Regions from separate parts of the Mus musculus genome. Here region 2 is linked to region 1. A link is a contact called in public HiChIP or PLAC-seq data. All regions are on one chromosome and are shown on one strand. The core of a region is the stretch at or near the end of the contact, and the rest is flanking DNA. Distances in the headings are between cores, read along the strand shown. Region 1 has its middle 22 kb from the start of Gm39831. Region 2 overlaps Baz2b (bromodomain adjacent to zinc finger domain, 2B).

The links. HiChIP or PLAC-seq counts read pairs in DNA pulled down with a chosen protein or histone mark.
Region 2: a contact with region 1 is called in an H3K27ac HiChIP or PLAC-seq map of embryonic stem cells, with 5 times the contacts expected there. The contact joins two enhancer-like sites. A contact is called at or near these places in 1 of 15 datasets of contacts at CTCF or cohesin (pro-B cells), 9 of 484 Hi-C or Micro-C datasets (cerebellum, cerebral cortex, differentiating embryonic stem cells and 1 more) and 7 of 115 datasets of contacts at active chromatin or transcription factors (craniofacial prominence, embryonic basal ganglia and embryonic stem cells).

What each region holds. Positions count from the first base shown.
Region 1 is chr2:59,531,193-59,537,891 of GRCm38.p6, forward strand. No RefSeq gene overlaps it. Among named protein-coding and RNA genes, the nearest start is that of Gm39831, 22 kb to the left of the region's middle. Within about 2 kb of position 2,684, at least 31 of the 459 cell types and tissues checked have an H3K27ac peak or open chromatin away from gene starts, as enhancers often do. A contact at or near this core is called in embryonic stem cells, where this site is marked.
Region 2 is chr2:60,019,867-60,026,207 of GRCm38.p6, forward strand. The region is part of intron 2 of Baz2b (bromodomain adjacent to zinc finger domain, 2B); the gene reads right to left. Among named protein-coding and RNA genes, the nearest start is that of Gm13572, 14 kb to the right of the region's middle. Within about 2 kb of position 1,920, at least 65 of the 459 cell types and tissues checked have an H3K27ac peak or open chromatin away from gene starts, as enhancers often do. A contact at or near this core is called in embryonic stem cells, where this site is marked.

The sequences.
Region 1 (6,699 bases), core at 1,434-3,933:
AACCAAGGGTCTGTCCACCTAAATCCAGTAAGGCTGAAAGCCTCTGGTCTGTCTTCTTAGATGTAGAGTTACCTCTGCCTGTACAGTTTTTCTGCGTTGCCCTTAAGAGCAGATGACAGGGGCTCATGATACATTTCATGGTAGAATCTGGCACCTGTGTGGCTGTGTGGGTGGCTGAGTACTCGAGGTGCCAGAGTCAGGCATTATAGTTATCGATGGCTCTGCCATAGGGCAGCAGTGCCCTTGCCCGACCCTTGCCCCTTTGTATATTTGTAGGTTGTTTTTGGGGTACACCTCTCTGCCACAGTAAGAATTCCTACACATACACTTTATACCTACAGTATCTCCCCCAAGATTTGGCTATCTTACTGACAATGCAATAACTTCACCAGAACCACAGTTAAATATATACAGTGCCAACAGTTAACTCGCCAAAAATTAAGAGAAAAGAAAAGTTGTTGATGAAGCAAAGCTGGGGGAGGGCATGACCTCAACAAAGTTCCCATCATGCTTTAGCATGGCTCACAAACTTCCCATCATTTCCAGCACGGCTCAGGTAAGTTTAGGAAGGAGGGGACTGGTTGGAATGAGGAGGCATCAAAATTTGCATTCATGGGTTCAAGGCTATGGGGGTCTAGGAAATGCTTGATGAACAAGATGTAGCAGTTACTGACAAACCTCTCAGCTGACTCCACTCCTGCTCTTTCAGGACTAAGAGTTTTCTGGAGTAAGTGATGAATTTATTTGGGCTCCATCCCAGCATTAGTTAGCACAGGACCCCTAAACTCTGATTCTTAGTTCCCAGTGAAGTATCTGTAAAACCTTAAAGTAACTTCTTACACCTCTCCATCAATCATAAAGCCAGCCACCATGGGAGGCATTGCACAGGTTATAATAGCGTGCAATTGGTTCGTTGTTGTTGCTGTTGTTGCTCTCTCTCTCTCTCTCTCTCTCTCTCTCTCTCTCTCTCTCTCTCTCTCTCTCTCTCTCTCACTTTTTCTTTCTTTCTTTTTAATTCCCAAGAGACAGTGGGATGCCATATAGTATATATTTTTCAGGTCCTTTCCATTCTCTTGATTTTGTGACACAATGAACTTCTCAATTTAATCTTTTGTAAAATAAGGATAATTTTACCAATTTTGATGAAGATTAAGTAGCTTATATAAGTTTAAAGAGCTTGGAAAAATAATAGCTGTTATTATTATTATTATTATTATTATTACCTCTTTTCTCTAGTCAAGGCATGACATTACAGCAATCTGGTGAGTCATTAATATGCCCTTTTTTCTTTTTTAAATACAAAGTCTCTCTATGTAGCTCTGGCTGTCCTGGAACTTGCTCTGTAGCTGCCCTCAAAATCCCAGAGATCCTCAGGCCTCTGCCTCCTGAGTGGATTAAAGAAAGGCACATGCCACTATGCCTAACTCATTAATATGTCTTAATAAAAATTTTAAATTATTTATTATTATTATTTTTGGTTGTGGGGGGCAGTGAACGTGGGCATGCATGTGTTATGGAGAACACGTAGAGGGAAGAGGACCTCTTCAGGAGTCGCTTCTCTCCTTCCCAGCCGTGTTCTGTGGATCCAGCTTAGCCCCTCAGGCTTGGGAGGCAGGTGGGCGCATTTACCCAATGTGTTATCATCTTTTCCTCTGTGCTGAGGACTGACTCATGCCAAGCAAGCACTCTGCCATGAAGCTATCTTTATTCCAGACCATTGACAAATTTTTCAGTTGGCCTTGCCCTAAGTCTTTTCTTTACCCAATTTTTAACTCTTAGCAACAAAGCGCCGTTAAAAGCAAGTACTGCCCTTCTTGAGCTCAGTTCCCAGTACCCATGCCTCGTGGCTCACAAGCATCTACACCCCAAGCTTATATTCCAGGGAGAAGCCTCCAGCTTCCCTCCTCATTGGCTGAGCACAGCACTTTGCCAAGATGGAGGTCTAGAAGATAGAACTCCCCTCATAGCCTCAACGGCTTGAAGCCAGTGTTCCATTAGCCCTAAAGCCAAGAACTGAACACATCAGCTTGGCACCTGGAATCAGGTCGATGCTCCAGCCACAGGTCCTTTGCCTGGATCCATGGAAGTCAGACCCAGCTTTAGCTCCTTCTAACATGCTTAGCAGCATGATCTGTGATGGAGGAAGGCATCTTTGGGGGGCAAATGCCCACATTTAATGCAACTTTAGAGTGTCCTTTTATCTACTTCCAGCTAGAATTTCATGATGTAAAATGACCCTGACTGGAAGCATCTCTGCCCACTCGTTTAACCTTTTAACTATGGCGCATGTGTGTGCTGTAGTTACACAAAAGAGCAGGTAGCTTCCCCCCACCCCACCCCACCCCGCCCCCGGACCTTGGTGGTACTCATCACAGGCCTTTCTGAGCCTTGGCCATGGCTGCAGAACATCACAAATTCTGCTGGCGTGGGGGAGGAGGCCCCCTGTGAGCGAAGGGACAGATGGATGCAGAAGATGAGGCTGAGCATCCCCACCCCCTGCCTGGCTTGTCCTGGCAAGTTCTCTCACTCATGAGACACAGCCTAGGGATTGCAACAGCCACCTACCTCCCTGGTGTCCCCACCCCCACTCTCTCCCACTGCCACTTGCCCTGTATGAGGCGTCTCCCCCTCAACACAGAATCCTTTTCCACAGGCTGCTTACGGCTCCTTGGTCGGCTTTGTGTGCGACTGGAGGCAACGCGGCTCTTCAGCCTGGCCTAGGGCCCTCCTGTAGGATACCAGACACAGTGTTCCTGGTACCCCCTCTCTAGACTCTACCTTGAGCACCCAGAATCTCAGAGTTTACTATTCTTTCCTCTTGCCTAACTCTTATTCACCCTTCAAAACCTGCTCAAGTCCTTCCCTCTAGAAAGACTTTCCCGAGTCCTTTATAGGAAGATATGTCACCTCCTCAGGAGCCCCTTCCTGGAGCGGAACATAGCGCTCATGGGAAAGGAGAAACTACCTTAACTGTGATATGGGGCCTCTTGCCTCTGGAATCTTCTGGCTTCCCTCTCAGGTGCCCTTTCCACTCTGAGGTCCCTCTCCATCCACAGAGGCCCCGCAGATCAAAGCCAAGCGTCTGCTCGAGTGTGGCAGTGTGCGGCATATGAAGTCTTTACAGCGCTGTTGTCTAATCTGAGAATGAGAGGTTGGAACCCAAGGGCGCTGCAGATTCACTGCACTTCTAATTGTCTCTAAGTGATTAAAGGAGCAATTAGAAACCTAGGTGTTCCCAAACAGTAGGAAAATCACTTCTGAGTAGAGGCCCTGTTGGAGGTTCACGTGACAACCTGTTTATCTGTGGCCGCAGCCTAGCAGCAACAGCAGCTCGCCTGTCCTTCCTGACACAACACCCCCACCACTGTGACTCAAAGCTCCCTTCAGAGTTGCCAGCTGGGCTCCTGTGGCTTTGCTGTATTAACTTTGATGCCTCCCCCGCAGCCACCGCTGCTACAACCTGTGTTGTCCAAATTGTTCGTGTCTTACCAAAACAAAAAGTCTCCTCTTTCCTCATTTTCTGGGCCACCACACTCTGGACTACCTGAAGAGCCAGCTGGGGCCTGAGCATTTTGTGTTGGTCTCTCTTGGGGATTCTTAGAGACACTGTGACTGAAATACATCACACAACTCTAGGGGGCCTCCTTCATGCTAGGGTCATTATAGACTTGAGCACACAGTAGGATTCTTTTCTTAATCCTATGAAGTTATCTATCTATTCACATATTCATTTACATATCAGAGTTTCTTGGGATGTTTCTCTCTCTCAGCTATTATGAATAATACCAGTATGGGTATGAGTGTACAAATTAAAATTGTTTTGAGACCAAGTGTTGCATGTAGCCCACACTGCCCTCAAAATTACAAACTTCCTGCCTCTGCTTCCAGAGTTTCAAAATTACAGGCATATAATCCCATGCCTAGCTTTTAAAAATTTAATAACACAGCAAAACATTTCATGATGGCTGACTCCTTTGGATCATTGTCCTGGTGCTGGTTGTACAACTTTGACTTTGCGATGAGCTCATGCTGTGTAGATAGGATCTTACTGTGTTGTCTGGGCTGCTTTGAACTCCTAATTCAAGTGATGCTTGGGCCTCAGCTTTCAAAAAAGCTGGGACCCTAGACATGTGCTACCGGCCACAGGTAACTCCTTTGGGTCCTTCAAAGAGTCTCTGAATTGTTTATTTAATCTTACTATCTTTTGTGGATTTGAGGTCACGGTCACATGGCCCTATTGTTCCCAACACTATAGCTGTAAGTTCTTTAAAAATATTTTAAATATATATTTATATATAATTTTTATACACTTATTCATAAGTGTGTGTGTGTGTGTGTGTGTTCATTGTGAAGAAGGAAGGGCATGGGTATGTGTGTGTAGGTCAAAGGATAATTTGCAAAACTCAGCTTGTTCACATGTAGGTCTTTGGGAATACAGTCAGGTCACCAGACTTGGCTACTATCCTATCAGGTCTTATTTTTGGTTTGTTTAGATTTTTTTTCCCCTAGAAGGCCTCTATAGAGTAGCCAGAATGAATCGATACAATGAGATTGTTTTCTGAAACTAATAATGACAAACTGAAGAGGAATTCACTGATGGTTTTGTATTGGATTTTGGATATGCTGGGACCTGATACGTCACACAGCTTACCGTCGTCGATGTTAACACAAAAGGTTTTACCTGTCAGAAAATGCTTAATTAGGAAGGTAAAGCTGAATATCCTTTAAAAAAAAATTCAAATAATAGACACTCAGTTTTTCTTCATCAGCGTGTCTTTGCTGGTTGAAGTTGTTACGACAAAATAGTTTAGACCAAGTGGCTTAAATCACACCCAGTCCCTCAGCATCCTAGAGACGGGCACGGTCTAGATGAACGTACCCTGGCTTGTTTCCTGCTAAGGGACTTCTTCCTGCCCTGCCATTGGGTGCCCTTTCACTCTGACATCAAGAGGCCTTTCTTGGTGTCTGCACCCCCAACCCTTCTAAAACTTTTTCTTGGTTCTTTGTGAATTTCACATCATGTCCCCCAATCGCACTCATCTCCCCCACCCCTCATAACTGCCCTCCACTCGTGCAACCTACCCCAGAGAAAAAATAGTCTCATTGTGGAAGCTGTAGTGTGTCACAGCGTGTCCCACTGTATCGGCTTTTGAATGTTCATCGCAATGAGTCTGGTACAAGTCCTCTGCCCTCTGCTACTCTATCAGTACTGGAGTCTTGTTGAGATTTCTCTTGGATATCCTGCTGTTGCCCAGTGCCGTGGAGATCCTGTAGTTTTGGATCTGTAGGACCGGTCCCTTCATGCACGCCAGCAGTTCATAGATGGGCTGGATGCTGAGGCAGACTGACTCGAAGCCCTGGGTCTGGGATTGAGAGGCATCTGAGCTGGTCAGCTGCTTTCATGCCCTCAGGGATGTCTCAACATCAACCCCACAACCAGGGCCAGCTATAGCCTATTGCCCAGGTGAGGTACAGGGCTCACTCTCCCAAGTGCTGCAGTGGTTGAGGGGCAGGGCCAGCTCTCCTGCCTGCCATAGGTGGCAAGGGGAGGGGACGGGGATCTCTCCTTTGCCCGTGTCACCACACAGCATACGAGTGGCAGGGCCAGCTCTCCCATACTCCACCCTCAGAGTTAGCTCACCTACATCCCACATCTCTACTGTGATGCCCAAGTGAGGTGTAGGGTCTGCTATCCCGAGGGCTGCTGGCCTTCTTCTTATAAGGACACTAACCCCAGAGTGGCAGCCCCACCCACATGACCTCGTCTAAGCCTGATTCCTTCCAAATCCCACTTCCATGTTGAAAATCAGAGCTTTCACAAGTACATTTGAGGAATACAACCCCACCTTCAGTGGCTGATACTGGCGAAGTTGCATTTCCCCATGGCAACAGAGAGCTCAGCTACGGTCATCACATGATTGTATACTTATTGGTTTTGTTTTATTTCATGGTACAAAGGGTAGATTGCTGGGCCCAGTACATAATGGGCAAGTGCTCTCTCTCTCTCTCTCTCTCTCTCTCTCTCTCTCTCTCTCTCTCTCTCTTTCTCTGAACTCTAGGCCCAGTCTAACAACTTACCTTCAGATGACTCAGTTCAAAATCCTAACTTGACTATATTCACCAATGACAATAAAATCATGAACTTTGGCCCAGTATCAGTCAAGCTCTAACACAGAAAGACACACCTTAAAACCAGACCCCACAAACTTCAAAAGCACCCCTACTTCTAATATCTCTGCTAGTAAGATTGACTTTTTAGCCGGGCGTGGTGACGAATGCCTTTAATCCCAGCACTCAGGAGACAGAGGCAGGTGGATTTCTGAGTTCGAGGCCAGCCTGGTCTACAGAGTGATTTCCAGGACAGCCAGGGCTACACAAAGAAACTCGAAAAACCACACACAAAAAAAGATTGACTTCTTAGATTTTATTTATTCTATGTGTATTAGTGTTTGCTTGCATGTGTGTTGCGCACCATGTGGCATGCAGTTCCCTTGGATAAACGATTCCCCTCAAATCCCTTGATGCCCAAAAGAGGGCATCAAATTTCTTGTACTTGGGGTCACATGGTTGTGAGCTATCTTGTGAGTGCTTGGGATTGAACCGGGTCCTCTGGAAGAGAAACCAGTTCCTTTAACTTCTGAGCTGCATCTCTAGCCTTGTTTTTGGGTCAAGATACTGGCTTCTATCAGACATGTAAGT
Region 2 (6,341 bases), core at 670-3,169, 490 kb after region 1:
GCTCCCTCCTTGCAGATGTCTCTAGTTTATGTCAAGGTGACACAAAAAGTAGCCAGTACATGTCTTATATTCTTGGGAACATCTTAGGTGTGTGTACTCTTATTTATGCATCTTAAACTAATATTGTACTTGAGTAGAAAAGAGGAAGTGAGCTATTTTCTGTTTCTTGACTACAAGCACACTGCTTCAAGCTCCTCCCCCTAGGTTCCCCACACACCATGGATCCTTCTCCTTTCTCTCTCTTCTTCTAAGATTTATGTATTGTATTTATATGAGTACACTGTAGCTGTTTTCAGACACACCAGAAGAGGGCATCAGATCCCATTACAGATGATTGGGGGCCACCATGTGGTTGCTGGGAATTGAACTCAGGACCTCTGGAAGAGCAGTCTGTGCTCTTAACTGCTGAGCCATTTCTCCAGCCCCTCTTTTCTCTCTTAAGTGACTCTAGTCAAGGTAATTTATTATAGCAAAAAAAAAAAAGTAGCCAAGATCTACTGTAACATCTGCTGCTGCTGTTATTATTAAGATGTAAAATCCTGACAGGGGAATTGGTATTCTCTCAAGTCTATGCTAGAATGGCCACACGTTGTACAAGGAAAATGAGTAAATAAAAGTAACTATAGCATTTTTAATAACACCACACCAACACTTTCAGTTCAAACTCACAAAACAAACTTTTATTTTTATAACTACAGTCCTTATTTTTAATTTGCCAAAAATCTCAGTTCAGACACACACACACACACACACACACACACACACACACACACACAGTTCTTGATACTTTTTAGAAGTCAATCCATTACCACCTGTTAATCTTACAATCAGCAACCAACAGCTTCAGAATAAGTACAGCTACATTAACACAGTAAACACAGTGCTTTTGACCCTCAGAATATATATGAATGTGAGTACACTGTTGGTCCCTTCAGACACACCAGAAGAGGGCATTGCATCCCATTACAGATGGTTATAAAACACCATGTGGTTGCTGGGAATTGAACTCAGGACCTCTGGAAGAGCAGTCAGCGCTCTTAACCACTGAGCCATCTCTCCAGCCCAGAATATATTCTTTTAGGATGTTAAAAAAAAAAAAAATCACACTATAACATCCAGAAATTATTTGAAATAATTCTCTCTGTGGCTATGCCTTCAACTCTACTTAAAAGCACATCCCTTTGTTACAATTAACTGCAATATTTAAGGATGGAACTCAACAGGACAGCAAATATTTTTAATAACACAAATCAGTGTGCCCAAAATAACACATAATGGTGGAGGTGTGGCTTGGCTGGTAGAATACTTACCTTGTATACACTGAGTTCTGGATTGGATCTGGTCAAGATATAAACCAGGTGTGGCGGCTGATAACCTCAGCACTTTCGAGACAGAGGCAGGAGGATCACCGTTCCAGTCACTTTCAATATACAGCTCAAGGTCAGGCTAGGCAACACCACACTCCGCCCTCTCAGGAAACAAAAGACCATCAATGCGTACAGCTAGGCGTGGTGGCTCCTACACATGAGCTCAACACTTGGGAGGCTAAGGCTGAAAACTGCCATAAATTTGAGGCCTGCCTGGGCTTCAGAGACCACACCTCAAGCAACAAAACACATAAAAACAGAACAAAAAATAATATATAAATATGCTTTATCCAGTAGGGCTTTTATTAATCGCATGCATAAATTGAACTGGAGATTAAAACAGTAATTTTAAGCTACATCACTAATACTTCAAGTGTTTAATAACTGTAACAACATCCTTGTTGAAAATACTATTGAACAGCACCCTGACCTCAATGGCTGACATCGTGCATGAGAAAATCTGTTCCGCATTAGGAGGCTTAAGGTTGTCAGAGGGTGGACTGGCAGCTTTGGGGAAGGGACTGCCTTAGTCAAGTTTTCCTGAGAACCGATGCCGAAATCACGTGAAGCAGCAGTTCCTCCATGACAGAGCTGCAGCCTGACCATGCTGCAAGCCTGACCATGCTGCATGCCTTCTGCAATGTGTGTATTTGACTACCATCAAGGAACTCCATTAAGTGAAATTTAGCTGACATAAAATGTCCATTTAAACTAGCTACTCAAAAGTTAATACCAAGTGATCCCAATTACGTATTTCATCATTTCTCACACATTTTCATCAAAACAGCCCTAGTTTAAAAAAAAAAAATCACAAAAGTTCTGTGCTTTTGCAACACTGTTTAAATCCAGGTATCACTGGCATAGGGTCCACAAATAAACACATGCTGCTCTCTATTTCCCAAATTCACAGTCCCACTGTGATTGGAGAATAAACAGCAGGCAGAGAGTGGCACAGAGAACAGCAGCAGCAACTGCGAGCTGAAGACCTGCCCGCTCACTGTGCTGAGGACGCCAATGGCTGCACTGCCCCAAGTCTCTCAACAGGAGGAGACTTTACGTCAGAATTCCAGAAGAACATCTTTTTAAAATAATTTCTTTCTTTCTTTTTTTCTTTCTTTCTTTTTTTTTTTTTTTTTTTTTTTTGGAGATTATAGTATAACTACTTTTCCTTCCTCTTCTATTCCTTTCCATACCTCCCATGTATTACCGCCTTTGGTCTCCTTGAAATTCATGACTTTTTAATTGTTGTTACATATACATGTGTGTGTATTCCTAAAATAGAAATACAATCTGCTCGTCCATATCTGTATGTATGAAAATCTTTCCCACTGGTCAAAGCAAAAATGTAGAAAACACTGGCTACTAATTCAAACAATGGCTACCAAGCCTAGACTTCAAGGCTTAGAAACATATTTATTGAATAGTCATAGGTATAATACTGGGTTAAAAATTGTGGGTCATAATTCCTTAAGAGATCATAAATCTATATAATAGGACCTCTTCTTTTAAGCACCAAAATATTCTGGGTCACTGCAAATATAATCTAATGCATTGGAAAATATTGATCTATCTAGTTACCAATAATTTGTGATTTTTTGCAGGAAAGAAAATCTTTTAACTTTCATATAATCAAATAATGATAAAAATTTTCATAAAACCAGTTTACAACTTCCATCCACTTCTATTCAGAAAGTAGGAAAAAAAAATCACACATTATACTGTTGAAAACACAGGGACTGGCATATAAGTCAGTTTAATGTGTAAAAGACCCTAGCTTTGATTCCGAAAAGTCATTACACCCCTACCCTAATGAAAAAACAAAAAAACAAAAAACAAAAACAAAACTTAAGAAGGCAGGACTCACAGAAATAATGGCTGTAGAAACTTACCACGTTACTTGCCTCTGAGAGATGTTATAACCTAATCAAGTTCTGTTTCATCCCACAACCAAGGCTGTGAACCAGAGAGCAAGTTAAACAAGACTGCTGAGCTGCACTGCTCTTCTGCTGTATCACCTACCAAAAGCAACTTGGCGAGGAAAGGGCCCACTCCGGTTTACAGATTACAGTCCATCGTCAGGGGACTCAAGGCAGGAACCTGGAAGCAGGATCCATGCAGAAAGCCTGCTTACTGGCTTACCCAGCTTCCTTCCCATCCAACTTCCTCGTATGTAAGGTGGTTCAGGCCTACCTGCCTAGGGAAGGCACTGTCTACAGTGGGCCGGGACCTCCCACACCAATTAGTAATCAAGAAAATGCCCTACACACATGCCCCCAGGGCAATTTCTTAACTGAGGCTTCCTCTCCCCAGATGTCTTTAGTTTTGTATCAAGCTGACCGAAGCTAAGCAGCACAGATGGGCTGGGACAGGGGCTAACCCCAGGTCCTTTTCCTCAGACCTATCCTTTTGAGATTTTTCTATTCTCTGAGACTTTGAGTACATACTGTCTTTTTGTTTGTTTTCCCATGAGCTACTTTCCTTGCCACCTAAAGAGGCTACCAGAGTATTTCTTAACAAGTACCATGCCACCCTTGCCTTCTCAATGGTGCTCCGGCTCATTTCATATCTGAGACGCTTCCCTTCCATAGCCCAAACGCTGAGTGCCATCATACGGACCCACCAGCTGTTTGTTTTTTAAATTTAGTCCTATAATATTTTTGCTAGCTGCTTCTTAATAAGCTGAACATACCCTGTGTCACTGCTGACATCATCTATGATGTCATAGGATGGCAGCCATCCACACTGCGGCCGATACACTGCAGTATTGAGGGCCACCTCAACAGTTCCAGATGTTCTCAGGCTAAAGGTTGGTACACATGTGCTGGGCAACATGGACAATCTGTCAAAAGTAACGTTCCCACTGTGTTTAATGCTCTCTTGCTTCTTTGTCTCTTGGTGGCTCCTTCAGGGCTTTGATGATCAGGCATCTGGGTCTGTCTGTTCCGGACGGTCAGTTTCACCCTAATCTTCAGACCTTTTCTTTCAGTTACTAGTGCCTTGGTGATGCTATCACCAACTTTCTTGTCAACAGACCCAGGAGGGGTCTTGAGAGCCAAGGGATCTGTGGTGCAACACGGCCCCTCCGCTGCACCTGAGGTCCACAGTGTGGCACGATGGAGGCAACTGGCATCAACTGGATGAAACAGATCCAGGACAACTGAAGAAAGCTAGCTGCACAGTAGCCCCCTCTGTATTTTATCCCTACAGCTGTATCTGACTAATTCCAGGTCACAACTCCCCAGCTTCTAATTACAGAGAGCTTGAGTGTCTGTCTGCCCACGAAGCTGCTGGTTACTATGATTTTTTACTGCCCTCTCTTTCCCAGATTCCTTGTGTTATACAGCATGCAGCAATGGCAGCTGAGCCTTAGTTTCTAAATCAATAAAATGGAGTTAATTATACTTGAAAGAGCTTCATGAGAGGGAGGGCCTAGCATACTTCCAGCTAGACATTTTAGTAGAAAACTGCTTTGATTTGCCAAAGGAAGAACAGAAAACCTCAATAAGTCAACGTCATGTGTTCCTAAGTTCAATGTGACCAAAGGTGAGTGACATGTCCAGAGGATTTACAACAGCAAGCACCCTTCTTGCAGGTAAATACAAGCTGACTATAGCTTACCCACACCCTGGCAATTTCACCCATCAAAGAGAATAATCATTGTGTGAACTTTAGACAACAGCAAAGATTTAGTTTATTCTTAAGTATCCGTGTTTTCCCCTTAGATGCTCATTCTTAATTTTATGACTTCATTGTTCAAAAATGAATTTTGTTCAGACTTCAGTTTTTCTTTTTTTTCCCCCCAGTAATGTCCTTAAATTCCCAAGTTATTTCCTTTTGGACACTGATAATTTTCATTTTAATTATAAATTTTAATTAATATACATTAACTTATTCTTTCAAATATGTAATTTCTCATTTTTTATTATTTTCTGAATTTCATACTTTTGCCCCAACTGATATGCCCGAGTCTTGTAAGACCATTAAGTTGTACTTGGAAGGGTCAGGACCCTGTGTAGCAATGCTCTGACAGGGATTATAATGAGATCCTGGGAGGGATACAGCTCTTACCTTGAATGCCCAAGGCCTGGATTTCAATTGTGATCATCACAATCAAAATGGTGTACTTTCTATGCACATACCAAATCTGTCTTAGCAAGACATGCATTATATTTCTGAACCATTATTTGACAGAAAAATACACAGATATGAGCCAAAATGTTCTGTATATTTCAGTAAAGTAAAACAAAGAGTGAAATATTCTAAATATTCTAAAAAGTGAGTTGTGTAGTACTAGAGACAATTCTCCAAGTACCTTTAGAAATACTCTGCAGATTAGGCTACTGTGGTCTGGGACTGAACCAGACAGTATATCTACTCCTCTATGAAGCTGTCACTGCTTTACATGGTGAGGGAAGGCCCCACTTCCATTCATCTCTGGGCTCCTCACGAAGGCTAAGCGTAAGAGTTACCATGTGATGTCTATTCTTACACGCCAATCTATTTCTAATCTGAACTGAATTATAAAGCTATATAAGCACTGTATGCCCTTGTTAACATCACTGTTTGTAAAAGCTAGAAGTAAAAATAGCCCAAGTGATCGTTAGTGGGTAAGTGACTGTGGTAGGGTATGAAATGAAATATTACCAATAAAAAGGAATAAACTACTACACATGCTATAACAGAACGTTATTTTGACTTGAATCCCTCCTGATCCTGGACTCTGTTCAAGACTCAATGCAGAGTGCCTGTAACTTTTCTCAGGTGACACAGGGAGACACTGAGGCAGGAATCAAGTCCCTCTCAGGTCCCTCTCTTTAATTCACCTTTCAGTACCATGTTGTCCTCATGCAAACAACAAAACAAAGGGGCTCCTTGGACCAGGGTAGGAGCTAACTAGTTGGCCACTCACCAGACTTGTTTCCCCACCTCCTTCCACCTGTCACATGACCGGCCTTGGGGCTATAAAAGGTTCTG